Linked DNA regions of Macaca mulatta: region 1 is linked to region 2. Evidence: chromatin contacts called from public Hi-C data. All regions are on one chromosome and are shown on one strand. Each heading gives the region's core, a stretch centred on a gene start, on an enhancer-like site or on the middle of the called end of the contact. The rest is flanking DNA. Distances are from core to core; before and after follow the strand shown.

The links. A called contact is a pair of places that touch in the nucleus more often than the background predicts.
Region 1: a Hi-C map of fetal cortex germinal zone shows a contact between it and region 2, with 2.5 times the contacts expected there. The contact joins the promoter of VWA3B here to the promoter of TMEM131 in region 2. A contact is called at or near these places in 3 of 14 Hi-C or Micro-C datasets (blood, fetal cortex germinal zone and liver).

The regions. Positions count from the first base shown.
Region 1 is chr13:6,184,983-6,188,741 of T2T-MMU8v2.0, reverse strand. It overlaps VWA3B (von Willebrand factor A domain containing 3B), which reads right to left and starts at 1,655. Exons shown (of 29, transcript XR_013402590.1): 1 at 1,428-1,655. LOC144333672 reads left to right here. Exons shown (of 3, transcript XM_077958831.1): 1 at 1-1,520. The coding sequence starts at 1,058.
Region 2 is chr13:6,063,127-6,066,587 of T2T-MMU8v2.0, reverse strand. TMEM131 (transmembrane protein 131) reads left to right here and starts at 1,588. Exons shown (of 41, transcript XM_028832201.2): 1 at 1,588-2,060. The coding sequence starts at 1,874.

The DNA.
Region 1 (3,759 bases), core at 406-2,905, 120 kb before region 2:
TATTATTTTCTGGATAAAACTCTGGTATTTATTTATTTACTATTATTCAGAGTTTCCTCAGCTAAGGTTATTATAAATTGGGGAACCGAGGAACCACCCAGAAGTCGGAAACAACATACCGGACTTAAGCATTGCCCTAAGTTTTAGAGGCCATCCCAAGAACCATACATAGAGTTTGGATAGGAAAGTATTTCCTTAGAAGAAGGAGGAAGTGTAAAAGGAAAAACAAGGAAGTGAAAGTCTGAACTGAAGGTGTGGGCAGGCAAAGCTTTGGGGAAAATAGAAAGGTTAAGCTGGCAGCAGTCCAAGGGCCCCAGCTCCCGGAAGCGGATGCTCTTGGGCTGCCCTGGGCGACAGTCTTGTGAAGTCGGCATGCCCTCAGAGAAAAGGTCCTACGTGCTCAGAGGTTCAGGGACGGTGCAGGGTTTAGAGTCCATTCATCCAGTTGAGACATTCAGTAAGCTTCTAGCTACTTTATTATCAACACCCCAAATTTCCTATACGCCTGTTAGTTTCTGAAAAAGAAGTCTGGGCTAGGTGGACATGTATCTTGTGATTTAGGTGAATTTGTGAACGATGAGTGTTCCAGGAAGAAAGGAAACTGGGACGAAGCCTCATGATGGATCCTGATGCAACTGTTCCCCAGAAACCCTGAAACCTCCCCCCATTTTTTCTGCCCTTAAGGGACAAGGCTTGGCCGTGATCATTGGTTCAAATAATGTGGACAGAGACAAGGATATTGAAACGGACTGTCCCACGGTTGAGAAAACAGTCAAGACAAAATCTGAGAATAATTGGAGTGCTTTAGGGGGAAGGTCATTGCTGAGAAGAAACAGAGAGTTTCCAAGAAAACGAAAGGAAAAGCTCTACCAAATGGAAACTAAATCTACTTCTTAAGTCTTATCCCTTGTAAGGAGGGTGAAAGAAAGTGATATGATTGTGAAACCGTGTAAGTGTGGAATGGGCGGGAGCCAGAGGCCTTTCCAGGACAGAAAGGTGTGGGGAGCTTTATTGCAAGCAGATTGCTTTGGCTTTTAGACTATACATATTTATCATCATGTACAGCAAATGTGTTTCTTCTGGTTCCTGTGTTCGCTTCAAAGCCCAGGTGGATTTCATCCCCTTGCATTGCTGGCCTAGGGCAGAGACAGAAACTAGGAAAGCCGCTTCCCCCGCAGAGCGGCTGGCCGTGGGCTCGGGTGAGAGTAGGAGGGGCCGGTACCTTGACCCTCGGCTTGCCCCGGATAGCGGACGATTAAGTGGGCCAGGCCAAGTCACCGAGCTTTCCTGGTACCGTTTCCGCATCTGTAAAGTGGGCGTGTGGTCCAGCTCGGAAACGGCATTTTTCCAAGACCTCCCCAGGCGGCTCGTGGGAAGGCTCGGCACCTGGGCGGCCCTGGCGCGGCAGGGATCGCTCCCACACTTACTAGGCAACACGTCGGGGGGAAGACGAGGCGGCTCCCGCTCAGCAGTCACCCTCCCATCCTCCCGGGCCCGCCTGACCCGAGCGGGCGGACGAGGTAAGCATCCCGTTGCTGAGGCAGCGATTCCTGCGAGCTACGGCTGCGCGCCGGCGCGAAGGACTTCGGCTGTTCTAGGTCTCCGTGACCTGCGCCTCGGCTTCCGAGCGCGGTCTGTTGACGACGGCGTCTCCTGGACACGGCCAATCACAGCGCGGCTCCCTGAGCCGGCCCCGCCTACAGAGCGCGCCCTCACTGGGGCGTGGGCTGGGCACGTGGGGTCAAGGGGGCGGGGCGCGGGCTGGGGCGTGGGGCCAAGGGGGCGGGGCGAGGGTTGGGGCGTGGGGCCAAGGGGGCGGGGCGCCCAGGCCGTCCGCGATCCAGGTGCGGAAAGCCGGGGGTGCGGAACCACCCGGGCCGGGCCGGGCCGACCTCCACCCCAGACTCCCAGGCAGAGGCCACGCTAGAGGGACAGGGCGGATGGCGTTGCCCCCTGCGCCTACTGTCAGTGGGAAAATTAACAACAGCGGAGAATATGAATGAATGAATGAACAAACAAATACACTGATGAGCTGGGGTGGAAAGCTAGGGTGCGAGCAGATGGGGGAGGAAGGCGCCAGACGCCAAGGAGAGGCGAGAAGACTGCGGGAAACGCTACAGACGAACTTCTGTTCATACTTTTCAGTGTGCAGAGAACTGACCCCTGCGTAGTTTTAATTTTCACCTCAGCACTGTGAGGCGATGCTCTCTTCCTTGCACAGTTCAGAGAAAGAAGCTTTAAAAGAGGTGGGGCAGTTCCTTGTAGACAGACAGGAGGGACAGGGAGCTGCGATTTTGAGATTGTGGAGGCAGGGGCTCGGTTGCCCAGAACATTCTTACCTGTTTGACATGAATATTCCTAGAGGCATTATTTTCTCCATTCAGCTTTGTTTTTAACCTTTGTTTCGGTGTTACCTTATCAACTAAGCAAAAGGCTCTAAATATATTCCTATTTTTCCAGTCACTAGGAAATAAAATTGTGCTTATGAAAAGTATCTTTAAAATCGTAATAAAAGACCCCACAGTAAGTATTGTTTTTAGGTTATTGGGATAGTAAACGATTTTGGATTTTAAAATTGAAGAACTGGCCAGATCATTTGCAGGTTTTTCAGTCAAAGATCTAGTAAAACATAGTTAATGTTAGAACTGAGTAATTCCGTCCCCAAGAGAAAAGTCTGCTTCATCCACAGGGATTTATTTCTCCTGCATTCTTTTAATGCCTCTATCATTTACAAAATACTGAAAGATTTGATTCCATATCACGAATCATTCCTGACAGTTATTAGATTATATATGTTTGGCCCTGCAAATGAAACCTGCCATCCACATCACCAAAAAACAAGCAAAAGGTTGATAGTACTAAAGACTGTTCAGAAGGGAGTGGAACCCCAGCCTCGCCCAAGTTTGCCAATGACCCATTAATCCTTGCTGTCCACACCCTGCCACACTAATATTCTTGGATCACGGGGGTGAGACAGAGCACACAGCAACACACAGCCAAATGCCCTGCCTCACATGGTCATGCCAGGCACTCCTGTTCCACCTTCACCCCATGCCTGCTCCTTTCCCTAGGACACTTGCCACATACATGCAAGTCATCAAGATGATCTGTCCCTGTCTTTCATGTTTATGTGCCTATAAGCATACATTCTGATGAAAATGTGAAACATTACTTACTTGAATTGTAGAATGATAAGTGAGTAGAAGTTTAAGGTCCTTTTGAAGCATTACATAGTTGATACGGACTTCAGTTTAGCTAGTTACAGAATGGTTTGCCTCATTTTTGTTTGTTGAGTTATTTGAAATAAGAAAACCTTTAGCACAGTGGTGATACACTGTTATACTGAACTTTTGACAAATTTGTTTTGAATTTACATTTTTACAGATAATTTGGATCTTTCCTTAAACCTCAGTAATTGACATTGATCAAATCACTGCCATCCTTGTTGTCAAACCTCTGAACTTTACCATTCAGGGCTCAGATGTACTTTTAGACTTTTTGCTCATTGTCTCCAACACAAACCCCCGTCCCAGAGAGAACCGCCTGGTCCCTGTCTCTGAGCACAGATGCCTTTACTCGGGCCACCCAGATTGCCACAGTCTGGGAACCACCGTCCCTTCAGGGTCAGCTCTAGCTCTTCTCTCTCTCCCCAAAGCCTTCCCATGGATGCTGCAGCCCTAATGACTTCTCTCTACCTGTACAGTCTCAAAGCATCGCTTGCCAGTACCACACTTTTGGCAACCATGTACTAGCCTTTGA
Region 2 (3,461 bases), core at 339-2,838:
TAAAATGTCTCTGGGCTAAGAGCTGGGAAGTTACCAAGATGAGTAAAGAAGGACCCCCTCCAAGAGCTTAAATTAAGTCTTGGAGAGAATAGCCGTGCACACCAAGAAGCTCAACCTAAGATGAAAAGGGCATCTAAGACGTGCGAGATGGCTCGTGAAGGAAATAGACGTCTTAAGAATTTTTCCGGGCCCAGCACAATGGCTCATGCCTGTGATCCCAGCACTCTGGAAGGCGGACTGCCTGAGCCCAGGAGTTCCAGACCGGCCCGGCCAACATAGTGAGACACCATCTCTTAAAAGAAAAGAAAAATTGGCGTGGCGTGGTGGCGGGCGCCTGTAGTCCCAGCTACCCCGAAGACTAAGGCCTGAGAATCACCTAAGCCCGGGAGGCCGGGGTTGCAGTGAGCCCAGACCGCACCACTGCACTCCAGCCTGGGCGGCAGAACCAGACCTTGTCTCAAAAATAAATACATAATTAAAAAATAAAAAAAGGCCGGGCGCGGTGGCTCAAGCCTGTAATCCCAGCACTTTGGGAGGCCGAGGCGGGTGGATCACGAGGTCAGGAGATCGAGACTATCCTGGCTAACATGGTGAAACCCCGTCTCTACTAAAAATACAAAAAACTAGCCGGGCGTGGTGGCGGGCGCCTGTAGTCTCAGCTACTTGGGAGGCTGAGGCGGGAGAATGGCGTGAACCCGGGAGGCGGAGCTTGCAGTGAGCCGAGATCACGCCACTGCACTCCAGCCTGGGAGACACAGCGAGACTCCGTCTCAAAAAAAAAAAAAATAAAATAAAAATAAAAAAAGAACTTTTCCTAGAGGAAGCCGGCTACTGGATATTCTAAAGAGCAGTCTGTCCGCCTCTGCCTTCTCCGTCCAGAGTCACTGACGCTTTCTGCACACAAGGTGTTCCGCGCCAAAGCGTGCACAAGCCAAGGCAAGAGGACTCCATCAAGCGCCTCCTGGGTACCATGACTCGGAAGACCCAAGGATGAGTTCAGCGGGTCACCATCCTCAAGGAAGCACCACCAGGAACTGAGTCAGGCCCGGGGTATTCTCGATGTCAAAGCGGCCGAGAGGCGGGAGTGCCACCAGGAGGAGTCACTGGAACGGACTTTCCGCGCTCGTCTCGCGGTCCGGATGCGCACTCAGACCCCTGCAAGGCTCCAGCACTGCAGCGCAGAGCACGGAGGATCGTCCCGGAGCCGGAGAAGAAGCCAAAACTCCCAGCGCCCCGCAACTCCGCCCCTGCCCCGCCCACGCAACGCGGCGGCTGCGCGGCAAGGCCGCCCCGTCTCCACGTGATCGCCGTCACCGCCTCCGCGAAGCGGAAGCGGCCATCATAAGTCCTGGCAGCTGAACCCAGGCCTGCCTCCCTCCTTCTCCTGCACCGGGCAGCGGTGACGGCCTGGGGTTGTTCTGTCCTGGTTCTGTCTGGCCGGGAAGCCGCCGGCCTCCGAGAGCGGGACGACGACGTGGGGCCCGGGAGCTCCGGGGCGGACAGGCTGACCGGCGGACCGCCCAGGTGTCGGCACGACGTGGGCGGTGCCCAGAGCCGCGCCCCGCCCCTCGCAGGCCAGCGCTCAGGGCCCGCGGCCCGTGCCCGTTTCCAGTATGGCCGCCCGCCGTGCCTGACCCGCGGCCTCTCAGCTCCGACTCCTTGTAGGCGATGCCCAGGCCAAGACCGTGACTGACACTCTCGCTCACACGCACGCACGGACCCAGGCCCACGCCCGGAGCCCGAGCCCTGGGCTCGGAACCGTTGTCGTCCCCGGCGCCGCGGCCAGAGCCCGGACCACGGCTTCCGCGCCGCCGCCGCCTCGCCGAGAAGGGCCGCGCCGGACCTCGAGCGCGGCGGCCCCCGGCCGGCAGGGATGGGGAAGCGGGCGGGAGGAGGAGCAGCCGGAGCCACCACCGCCGCCGTCTCCACGTCCGCCGGCGCCGGGCTGGAACCCGCAGCCGGCCGTAGCGGGGGCCCGCGCAGCGCGGCAGCCGGCCTCGTAGGAGCGCTGCACCTGGTGATGACCCTCGTAGTGGCCGCGGCGCGGGCCGAGAAGGAAGGTGGGTGTCCCCCGGCGGCGTCCCTGCGGCGGGGCTGTCACGCCGCTCTCGCGGAGGCCGGGCGGGCTGGGCCGGGAGGAAGGGCCGCGGCCGGGGCTCCGGCGCGAAGTTGGGCGGTCGGGTCCCGTCCCGAGCCGGGACCTCGCAGCGCCCGCCGCTTGGAGTGGCCCGAGCTCTCCGTGATTCCTTCCCCTGCCTTCCCCCCCGTCTCCTGTCACTGCCATTTCAAAACTTCCTGAGTTCTCGTACGTTCTTGCCACTTGGCCCGCTAGGTAGGAGGGGCATATTTTTTGGCTTTATTTTGGCTAATAGGTACATTTTAGGACACTTCTGTTTTCTTGGTTGCGGTTGGTTGCGTGCAAACAGAGCTTACTTTAAAATGCGGTAAAAATAGCGAGACGCAGCTTACAAAATTTCAGTTTGAGTTTGTTCAGACATTTCTTCGAGGGGAATCTTGATCCTGTAGCTTCCTCCTTTAATGTCTCTTTGCGGTATTGATGACTCTTTATTGTTAGACGTAAATACAATTCCATTTAAGTCTTTAGTAAGCTTTTGAAAGCCTGTTTGCGTTTCTTATTTTAAAACACGTAATTCGGTGCCTTTGTCTTTGATGTGAAAGCCTTTAAAAATAAATGTGAAGTTGCCAGTTTGCAAGCCCTTACAGTTAATTTACGGTTAAGGGCTGGCCCCTACTTAAAAAAACTCTCATTAGTATCGTGCTGCTGCAAAACGGGTACTTGGACAGGGTCAAAAATTATTTTGTAATCTTGAAGACCAAATCAGTGTAATTTCATCTACACTACCTCTTTTTGAGCCAAGGGACATGTGAATGGTCACAGAGCTTTCATGAAGAATTTACTAAGTGAATAGTTAAAAACAAAAAACAAAAACTAAGCAAAACTTGTTAGTTTAGCATTGCACATGAAACTGCTCGTACAAGAAAACAATTTCTTGCCACGGTAACTTTAGAGTTAACGTTCTACTTTCTGACTGAAGTCACTTGCTTTTTATTGTTATTGAAGGTAAAAGCAAATACAAACTGAATTAGTAAAGTGTAAATGTGCTTCAGGATACTGTTTCTTTTATTTTTGTCCACATTACATTCCCTTATTTAACTCTCTAAGCAACCTTAGTCTGGGTTAACATTGGTGGAAATTATTCAAAGAATTGCCGTCTATAGAAAGGATTAATTGATGGAAGCAGAATTATTTCCAGAATAAAATATTGCCGGTTTAGGACTAGTCAGGCCTGGGGTTGTCATAATACGTCATTGGCCACAGATCTGCAGTTCGTTGAGTGTTCTGTGTGATCGTGGCACCTAGCATTTTGGCATGTAGTGGGTGTTCAGTGAACCCAAAATAGTGCAGTAATTTAATGGACATTTTTTGGGTGGGACTTCAG